Linked DNA regions of Mus musculus: regions 1 and 2 are each linked to region 3. The links are chromatin contacts, called in public HiChIP or PLAC-seq maps. All regions are on one chromosome and are shown on one strand. Each heading gives the region's core, a stretch centred on a gene start, on an enhancer-like site or on the middle of the called end of the contact. The rest is flanking DNA. Distances are from core to core; before and after follow the strand shown. Region 1 overlaps Pde11a (phosphodiesterase 11A). Region 2 has its middle 18 kb from the start of Ttc30a2. Region 3 holds the start of Hnrnpa3 (heterogeneous nuclear ribonucleoprotein A3).

Evidence for each region. HiChIP or PLAC-seq counts read pairs in DNA pulled down with a chosen protein or histone mark.
Region 1: an H3K27ac HiChIP or PLAC-seq map of extraembryonic endoderm stem cells shows a contact between it and region 3. The contact joins the enhancer-like site here to the promoter of Hnrnpa3 in region 3. A contact is called at or near these places in 3 of 39 promoter capture datasets (cranial neural crest, maxillary cranial neural crest and second pharyngeal arch cranial neural crest) and 11 of 115 datasets of contacts at active chromatin or transcription factors (bone marrow-derived macrophages, embryonic basal ganglia, embryonic forebrain and 8 more).
Region 2: a contact with region 3 is called in an H3K4me3 HiChIP or PLAC-seq map of embryonic limb bud, with 4 times the contacts expected there. The contact joins the enhancer-like site here to the promoter of Hnrnpa3 in region 3. A contact is called at or near these places in 11 of 39 promoter capture datasets (the 3T3-L1 cell line, the HPC-7 cell line, cranial neural crest and 6 more), 3 of 484 Hi-C or Micro-C datasets (Sertoli cells and embryonic fibroblasts), 22 of 115 datasets of contacts at active chromatin or transcription factors (the HPC-7 cell line, bone marrow-derived macrophages, cardiomyocytes and 14 more) and 2 of 9 other capture datasets (liver and macrophages).

Annotation. Positions count from the first base shown.
Region 1 is chr2:76,053,779-76,056,703 of GRCm38.p6, reverse strand. The region is part of intron 13 of Pde11a (phosphodiesterase 11A); the gene reads left to right. Among named protein-coding and RNA genes, the nearest start is that of Gm52518, 19 kb to the right of the region's middle. Within about 2 kb of position 1,288, at least 5 of the 459 cell types and tissues checked have an H3K27ac peak or open chromatin away from gene starts, as enhancers often do. A contact at or near this core is called in extraembryonic endoderm stem cells, where this site is marked.
Region 2 is chr2:75,958,276-75,961,478 of GRCm38.p6, reverse strand. No RefSeq gene overlaps it. Among named protein-coding and RNA genes, the nearest start is that of Ttc30a2, 18 kb to the left of the region's middle. Within about 2 kb of position 1,823, at least 108 of the 459 cell types and tissues checked have an H3K27ac peak or open chromatin away from gene starts, as enhancers often do. A contact at or near this core is called in bone marrow-derived macrophages, embryonic forebrain, embryonic limb bud and 4 more, where this site is marked.
Region 3 is chr2:75,657,670-75,660,714 of GRCm38.p6, reverse strand. It overlaps Hnrnpa3 (heterogeneous nuclear ribonucleoprotein A3), which reads right to left and starts at 1,456. Exons shown (of 11, transcript NM_053263.1): 1 at 1,392-1,456. The coding sequence starts at 1,397. It overlaps Gm39859 (predicted gene, 39859), which reads left to right and starts at 1,778. Exons shown (of 3, transcript NR_166143.1): 1 at 1,778-1,925; 2 at 2,407-2,496.

The DNA.
Region 1 (2,925 bases), core at 39-2,538, 400 kb before region 3:
ATCTGACAAATCCCTTTTCTCGCACACAAAAGTGTTCATATCAAACTCCTGCTTCATCCTCAGGCCTCCTACGAGTTTTAGATATTCATATTCCTTAGTTTAGCCTCTTACGACTCCTTTAAATCAGACCCCGGCTCATTTCTCTGGCTTAGCACTGGCTTACCCAGAAGGGACTTGCTCTCAGAGAGCAGATCCTCTCTTTCCGGTGCCCTTCTCTGCACACACCACTTCCAGGGGTCTAGCCGATGCACCCTGCCCTTGGTATTGTGTCTTGCCTTCATGGTGCCCTGGTAATGTCCTTTCAAAAGCACGTATCCTGTTCCATTTTGATTGCTGACAGGAGCATAATAAACACACAGGAAATGTTTACTGGAAGACTGAATAGTAACTGGATGAATTGTATGTATTTTAATATACCTTCTCAATAGAGTTTCTTGATTTTTTTAAATAAATGTGGCCTTTTACAGATGCAGATGGTGAAACACAGCCTTTAAATACATAGGTTTGATGCGGTGGCAAAGGCTTGAAGCCTGTTACTGTGGACACCATGTGCTCCTTTTGACAGTTCTTAAAGTTTGTTTAAATTTCCTTTTTTTTTTTTTTCAAAAATTCCTCTTTTCCATGCCAACGATATTCTGTCAGTGAATTTCCCTCTAGGACCCTCTTCCCAGCCAGCTACCATGTTACCAGTGATGCAAAAAGAAGAGCTAACCAGTTAGAATTGTGTCTGTAAACCAGGAATAAAGTCCCTGTGTGTCCTTTTGAAGAGAGATGGGCACAAGACACAGCATCCCGGAGTACCACTGACCACTGCAGCTAGTCAGTATATCGCACTGAACAGGGAGTTCTTCTCAACATCCGCCCCTCAGCAGATTAGACCAAGAGTTCATCCCTATTAAAAGTTGAGCCAAGAAGATACTGCTGAGCGTGCTCACGCATTGCATTGGTTAGCTGTAGAGAACTGAGCTGCAGCCCCCTGCCAACTTGGGGCTGCCATTGGGAGATGCTATGATGACTACATACCAAGTGGATGAGAGAAGCAAGAAGGCCAGTCTATAGAAAGGAGTGGGGGAGGGAGATAATGGAGAGAGAGAAGCCTAAAGACAGCATGTAGAGAACATTTTTTTTTTAAATCAGACTCCAACCCTGCCTCTCCCCAGGGCTTTTCCTATCCGGGGCACTCAGCCATTCTTCTGACTGAGTCAGGGTTCCTGCGTCACTTAAAGAAGCCTTTTCCTGATGAAGCCCATTGTTCTCTATCTTTTCTTTCTTGCAAATACCAGTCCCTGGGACAAGGAAAATGGCAATGTGACTGTTAACTCTGCTAAGCCCTCGAACACAATAGAGATAGCTCTGTAGATAGCTCTGTCTCCATTTTGCGGCTTGTGCAAACTCCTCCACCGATATGGTGTTGTGGCAATTGGGTCTGGGCTCCCCAGGTCCAGAAGCCACTCTCGAACCTTTGCATCCATGTTTCCTTTGACTTTGTGACGTCCCTCTTGGACTGTTGATACTGAGCTTTCTGGTCATTGACCGTCTTGCCAGATAAGCTTAAGAAAGCTGAAATATATCCTGACATCCAGCCACTCAAAATGTAGGCCTGTAACAACTGAGGAACTGTTAGACCTTTCACATCTTTCAATGTCGTAATCTTGCAAAAACAGAAATGAATGGTCTGAAATCTCAGGTCAGTTGTCTGGGACTGAACAACTTTCACAGGTATTAGGAAAATAATACATCATTGTCATCAGGCCTTTTTTGTATCTTCTGGTCCTGCGGTCAACTCTACCAGCTCTAAGAAGATGGCACAGAGTGTCTCCTCAAACCAAGTTATTCTCTTGCACCCAATTTTCCAGCTTGTAGCCTTCCATTGGCCCTGCTACTATCCAGTGAAGTTAAGATGAGATTTGCAACACTTATTGCTAGTGTGACCTCAGTTAAGACTCCATTTGAGAGTGAAGGTCAGAAGAGACTTTTGACAGGACTGTCTAGAGATTAGAATAAGATTCCTTCGATGAGTGCACCATTGTTTAAAAGCCATAGGAGGAAATTCGTTTCCTTTGGTCCTCTTCCATTCTTCAATAATGGAATGTTTTTCTGGGTTCAAGGTCTTGTGCTAAGCATTCTGGGAGAAGCAGGATGGACAGCAGACAAACCCTTCTCTTAAACTTTTCACACTCTAATCTTAGCCTTTTGGATGATTTCAGCAACAGAACTTAAATGCCGCAGCTATTATGTGGCAAAGCACAGGCTACCTTTTTGTCATCTGTAAGACTATTTAAAAACACACACACACATAGGAGACTTTTAGCAAGGGACAAATTACTATATAAAATGCAAAATGCCTCTACAATAAAAAAGTATGACTTTAGTTAGAGCACAACTTGATTTATACCCTTAGCCTTTCTGATAAGTGAACCTTCGCATTTTCATATTTTACCCTTAATTTTTAAGTATTGGAGAGCGTGCCGTGAATGATCAATAGGTAGCGAGGCCACCAATACCACAGCGCTCTGAAATTGCTCGTCTCTCTTTCCTCCAGGGACGGCATTGCCCACTCATCCCCCTCTCTATTACAGCTGCCCCTGATGATTAAATATCAGCACGGCCCAGCTTTGTGGTCTATTCTCCTAGGAGACCCCTCCTATTCATTTCTAGCATAATCTCTTACACTCATTTCTTGGGAATGAAAACCCATCTTGTCGCTTTCGGCCAGGTCCCAGAAGTGAAATACTGGGGCACATTAATCTGCCCTGACAGCCTAATCCCACTCCGCACCACCTTCTAGCAATTCCCAGCTTCCTAATTACCTTCCATAGTTTGCCTTTTTAAAGTCTCCTCCAAACCATGGCTGCACACTGCCTTTAGCTTTTCTTTCCTCCAAGAACATGCATCTCGGGGATGTATGGACGCTTCACTTCGGTG
Region 2 (3,203 bases), core at 574-3,073, 300 kb before region 3:
GACACGGGATAATTTAAATCATTTTTAAAGTCTCTTGCTTGTTTTTATAACCCAAGAATGTCTTCTCAAGGACATAGGCGTGACAGCTTGAAACACAATCATCAAAGGAGAGACCATCCTTCTTACATCTGAACCCCGTACCCTATTCTGTGGTGTGGGGAGGGGAGCCCAACTTTCCTGGCATCAAAATAGTGGGACTACCATCTGTTGAGAAGACATGAGAAGGTGGCTTCCTTTGGCTGAAGCCACTTAACAAACAGACGGCTCAATCTCCTTCTCACCCCACTGCTTAAAAATCCTATCCCCGCTTCAGCAGAGTTGAATCCAGACTGAGTTCTGGCCTCTCACCAACTGCAACAGCCTTGAAAAAAATCCTCACGCCTACTTAACTTTGCCTGGTACAAGTCTTGTGCTGGCATCAATTGATGTAAAGACACTAAAGCCAAAATGTGTAGCGTTCCTCGCCCCCTGATTGCTTTAGGAAGGGTCATGGCAGCTAAGAGCTGCAGAGTCTACCATGCCTTCTTCCATCTCAGAGGCTTGAACAAGCTTGGGTTCACACTCCGTTTGTTCACCGGTCAGGGGGGAATCTCAGTACATGTCCCTGTGGAGTTTTTCAGTAAGTCTGGTGACACATGAGAGCAAGCCCAGAGATTTCCAGGTCAAGGGCCTGTTTCTCTGCAGTGTGCTTTGGTGACAGCCTTGGAGAACAAAGGGACAGTGAATCATTTCCTCTGTGCGAAGGTCATCTCTGCTGATCTTTGCAGTGCGGTGCTGACTTGAGAACCCAGCAGCTCTGAAGTCCCTTGCACTTAGGATCCTGCACCCAGCATGCCCCGCGCCTCTTGACTCCTTGCTAGCTCCTTCCAACTTTCTTCCTTCCCCTGCTGTCTTAAAAGGAAAGACCCAGGGCAGAGCCTCTGATGCTTACACAAAAGAAAAACAAATGGAGTCACACAATAACTTTAGCTGCGATCACTTCCTGGACCTCCAAGTTCCCAAAAGGGGGCGGTAGGGGGAGGGTGGTGGAGCGCATATCCATGGGCAGCTCCAGGTCAGATGTGAGGAGACAATGGCCAAAGTGACACACCCAGTTCGTGGCATCCTTGTCTGGGACTCCCTTTCTCCATCTTTGGATAGCCAATCGCTGTGTCTGCGCCTTGCTGCTCTCCAGGGCCGTTAGAAGGCTCAAATGAAATAACGTCTGTAAAGTGCTTAGTAAACTGTAAAATGCTTTACAAATGTAAGGGATTATTACAAACCACAATACAGCGGTGCTTTATGGTTTTATAAAACTACTGGCTGGAACTGCAGGAAGGGGAATCCCTCTGGTGATTTTGATTTTGGAAACAGGAGGGCTTGGGCCAGCCTGCTTGCCAGGCGTCAGACTCCTGGCAGCAGCTGTTTATCCCATCTCACTCAGCTCCGCACATATGGCCGCTGCGGGCCTCCTGCAGAGCCGACAATCTGCACCACTGAGTCTGAGCTCGGCCAGCGCAATCTCCACTCCACCCTGGCGCTGTCTGGCTTGCCAAGTCTAACACCTAGGAAACAGAGACCTTATCGCCTTGTACTTTACCACCAAAGCGTTTGAGTTGGGTTTTTGTTGTTCTTTTAGATGAGAATTTCCCTTCTTTAGCGACTGGAACAACTCAGATTCTCACCATAAAAAGCCTTCCTTTGAGCGGACTGAAAACCCCAGATGTTGCTCCCTTTTTTTTTTTTTTTTTAAGCTTTACTGTGATCACAAAGGCAGTGGTATAAACGTCTGCCCCGGGCCTGGGCTTGCACCAGCTGAGAAGGATTAAGACACTGATACATTCTTTTCTCTTTGGACTTCACACAGCAAGGTCGCATTAACCCATGCTGGCTGGCGGCAGAGTTGGCACCTGTGGATTCTCCTTGGCGCTGCAGCCAAGCCCTTGATGGACGCTTACGAACACTAAAGTGCAGCGGCCTTGCTGTTGATAACCGCTCGCTTCTCCCTGAGGTGTTCTGAAATTGTTTTTGCGTCTAAGCACTACTCCTGGGCTTGTAAATGTCACGAGGAATTATGAACATTTGCGGAAAAGTAACCGTTTGACTAATTTCCTGTTCCACAAAGCAAACACACCACCCTATGTATTTAGGATCTGCTGTTGGCACGCCAGGTTGTGGCAAGTTTCAAGGTTATAGGATCATAAATGGGATTAGATAAGCCAGACAGGGTGGCTCAGACTCTAGCAATTTTAAAGTATGAAAATTCCGCAGAAAAAAATAGGCAAACAATCTTGAAGGGAAAGTAAACTATAATAGCCCTACAAGATGGGGGGGGGGGGGGGAGACCACTGCTGTGGTGTGGCTGGGGACTCAGTAGTCCCGGGGTGGGGGGTGCATTTCTAGAATACATGCTAGAATGGATAAATATTTTAGAATACAAGACAGAAACGGGTCATAATTTTAAGAACAGAAGGAGTTTTCTATTTGATTCAAGTGTGGCCTGACACATTTTTCAAAAGCAAAAGATGAAGGAAATTACGAAGAAGAGTAGAATTGATGGCAGGAATCTGGAATTCCAGAGAGCAGAATGCATTGCGCCACATGGATGCCTTTGCATTTTAAATTATCTATTTCCTTTTAATTGACCAGATTAATTATTCCCACCTTGCCACTTGGCAGGTAGGGTCGCTGCTCCTTCACCACATTAATGAACCTATTCACGTTGCCTCTTTGTAATTAAGACTGTGAGTTACAGGTCACATTCTCAGATTGGTTTAGTGGACGGCCAGCTTAGTCTTTATTAAGGAAAATATATGACATCAGGCATTTCCCGCTGTAAGAGCCCTGATTTTCTGCAGAGTTTTCTTCCACTTGTCAGAGGAGGGTAGTGGCTCCCTGCCTTTTGTTTTGTCCAGAAGAAACACAGACCTGTGAAGGTGATAGCATCAGTCAAAGGCCGGACACCTAGAGGGTAGCTGATGGATCCATGCTCGAGATTCTTTATTGCTATGACAATCCTGAGCAAGTCCTTTCATGAGCTATTTGAAAAGAAATATCTCTGGAAATGCAGCTACGTTAATAAAGGGAAATATATTGCCCTCTTCCATTATCTTTGCTTTTAAGCCGTTTAGGAAATTCTAAAAACATAAAAAGGTACTCAGTACTTTGACTAACAGCAGCTAAACATAGCAGAGAAGTTTTCATCTGTGGTGTCTATGGCCCCC
Region 3 (3,045 bases), core at 207-2,706:
ACCTTGGTTATACCCACTTACATCATATAGTTTCAAGTTATTTCGAATGCGATCCTTACATTCACAAGCGTGTAATTTGGATTTACAAGGTATAGCATATACCGCCTGACCAGAGGAATTAGAAACAAAACCGTAACTGAGAGACTTAGAAAATATCTAGCCTGTGGTTTTCTTTTTGAAGATTTTACTTTCGAGTGAACCGCTTTTAATGAACGCATTAAGACAATTCAACACAAGCCCTTAAAGGGGGCTCACTTTCTTCCATCTTCTGGAAATATTAGTTAGAACATTCAATATGCAGACAGCCACATACCAGAAACCCAACTACCCAAATTCACGTAAAACCCCTTTATTCAAGCCTCGCATAAATGAATTTGACAATACACAAAAAGCATCTCTATACACACAAAATTCTCGTAATCGTGGTATTTTCTAGTGTGGTCGCAGTTCTCTAAAACCAAAATCCAGGAAAACCAAAATCCGGGCCAATCCGAAGTATGAGAAATTAGATCAATAAAAATATTAAGCTCCAAGTAAACACATCTACACTCAAACCCCCGAAATGGTTAAGACTTCAACCACAGGACGCTGTAAATACTCTCATTCCAAATACTTGAGCACAAGCAGCGGGTTAGGAAGCACCTTAAAGCAGCAAGCTTTTCAGTAATGTATCCCCAAATGAGCGCTGAGAAAATCCGGCCCGAGTATTGCGCGGATTGTCATCACCCAGAAGGCCCGCCAAGGCCTAGATCCACGTCGGGAGCACCCCAGCGGAAAGCACCGCGCCCGGAGCCTGGAGGCCATCTGCGGCAGAAACGCCGGGCCGCCTCCCGCCGTCCCCTCCAATCCCCGCGCACTCCTTCTTGGCGGCGTAGCCAGGCGGCGGCCATTGCGGGCCACTGCGCCATTTCGTAACGCGGCGGCGGCGGATCAATGTCAATGCGGCCGCCGCCCGCCTGCTCGCTCGCCCGGATGTGCTCCTCCCCTCCCCCACCGCCTCCTCCCAACCGCTCCCGCGGAGGCCCGCCATGCCGCCCGCGGCCTCGCTAAGTCAGGCCGCGCAGCCCGAGGGCATCCTCGCCCGGCTGCCGAGCCACTCCCCGGCCCCGCCGCGTCTTCGAGGGCTGCCGGTGCGGCCGACCGAGAGGACCAGGCCGACGGAGGGCCCGGAGGAGGCCACCCGGCCCGCTCCCCTCCCCCTCCCACCGCCCTCAGCGCAAAGCGCGGGACGATCGTCCCGGTCTCCCCGGCCTCCCCACTCCCATCGAGCCAAAGCCCCCCCATGCCGGCAACTACCCAGCAACCCCCCGCTCTCCCCCTAATACCTCCTCCCCCCGGCGGCGGCGGCGACGGCCGGAGTCAGGCTGGGGGCGACCGGGCGGCGGTTTTACCTCCATTTTGAGACCGGACTCGCCTCTTCCAACTCGAGTTCAATATGGGACCGAGAGGAAGAGGCGGGGCCAGTCACCACGTGATGTGCTATCCGCGCGCCGCCCGCCCACTGGGGGCGGAGTCATGAGAAAGCGGAGCGCGACTGGTCCACCGCGTTGGCGGGCCGAGGGTGGAGAGCGGGGATTGGGCCGCCGGCGGGAGCGCGCGCGCCTCGCCAACTTCCAACGCAGCGCCGCCTTCGCCGCGGTTCGCGCCCGGCAGCGACGCTTACGTCAGCGGCAGCTCGACCAATGGCGAGAGCCCACGTCGGGAGAAAGCCGCGTGACCGCGCGTCAGCTTAGAGAAAGGCCTTTCCCTTTCTTCTGGCCCCTCTCGCCCCTCCCCCGCGCGCCTGCGGGTCTCCATTTCCGAGTTCACCTCCATTCCAGAGCCAAATGGAAAGTCACGCTTTTCTGACTTGAGACTTAAGGTTGTAAGAAAGCCAGTTGACCATCTTCGCCTCCCTCGCGGCTTTCTAAATGTCGAGAGCCCAGGTTTGGAAAAATGTGACTGCGCCGCCTTCCTGGGAGACCCACACTGCAAGTCGCAGTCGGGGCACGTCTCACGGACCGCAAAACGCGGCTGAGTTACTGCGGTTTTCACCTTAGCAGCTTGCACATTTACAAATTAAGACAGTCTGGGAGGAAGAAGCAGAGCCACTTGGGTATAGAATTGAGAGAATGGAACGATTTCCAACGTTTCCAAAAGGCTTCTGGCCATATAGGCCCTCTACCTGTTGGCTAGAGATTTGTTTCTTATTTAAAGTGGTCATCAGTTTCGAGTTTTAGTGTGCAGTATATGAACGAAATAAGTCGAATCGTTTATTTGCTTAGCAAAGGGATTTGGAACGATTTGGGTTTTTAATCAAATAAAAGCAAACATAGGATTAGGTAGTCTCGAAACACCCACTGTAACGAAGAATGATACCCCGGATTCTAATAGTATGTAAACGCAAACACTGTTTTTATTCTGTAGAAGTCCAGCATGCTGGGGTCTCCCGTTACCAAGATAGAGCCTGAAGTGAGCCCGCAGGACCAATTTAAAGCACCTTAGTGGAATCCTGGGGTAGGTGGGCTTTGTCTTACTCTGTCTCTAGGTATTCCAGAACCATACTAGGGTATGGTGCCTGGAAACTGGCTGAGGAATCTGGGGTGGGGGGTGGTAGGCTGTGTCTTATGCTATCTCGAAGGACATTCCATTACTGGGGCGTGGGGGCTGGCTGGGAACTGCTGACCCATTGTCCTTGTTTCAGGCCAGGTGGTGGGGCAGTTTCTAATTAGCTGCCTGAAGCCTGGGTTTTTAGACCTCGTCTCCTTAGCTGCTAATTTGAAGCCTGTCGTGGACTTAGCCTAGCCTTCTCACAATAACAACTGTAAATTAAAAGTCTACAGATTTGCTAGTCGTGGTATGTGTCACCTCTAGGCTACTCTGAAGGCAGAGGCCCATGCCTCTCTAGCTGGCTATGTGGAGTTTCAGGGAGCCAGTGCTATAGAGTGAGACCCTGTCTCAAAAGAAAAAAAAAATCTGCAGATCTCATTTAAATAAAGTTATTGAGGGTAAGAAAAAAAGCACAATTGACAAGCCTTCTTTTCCTGCAACAAATTGCATATTTTA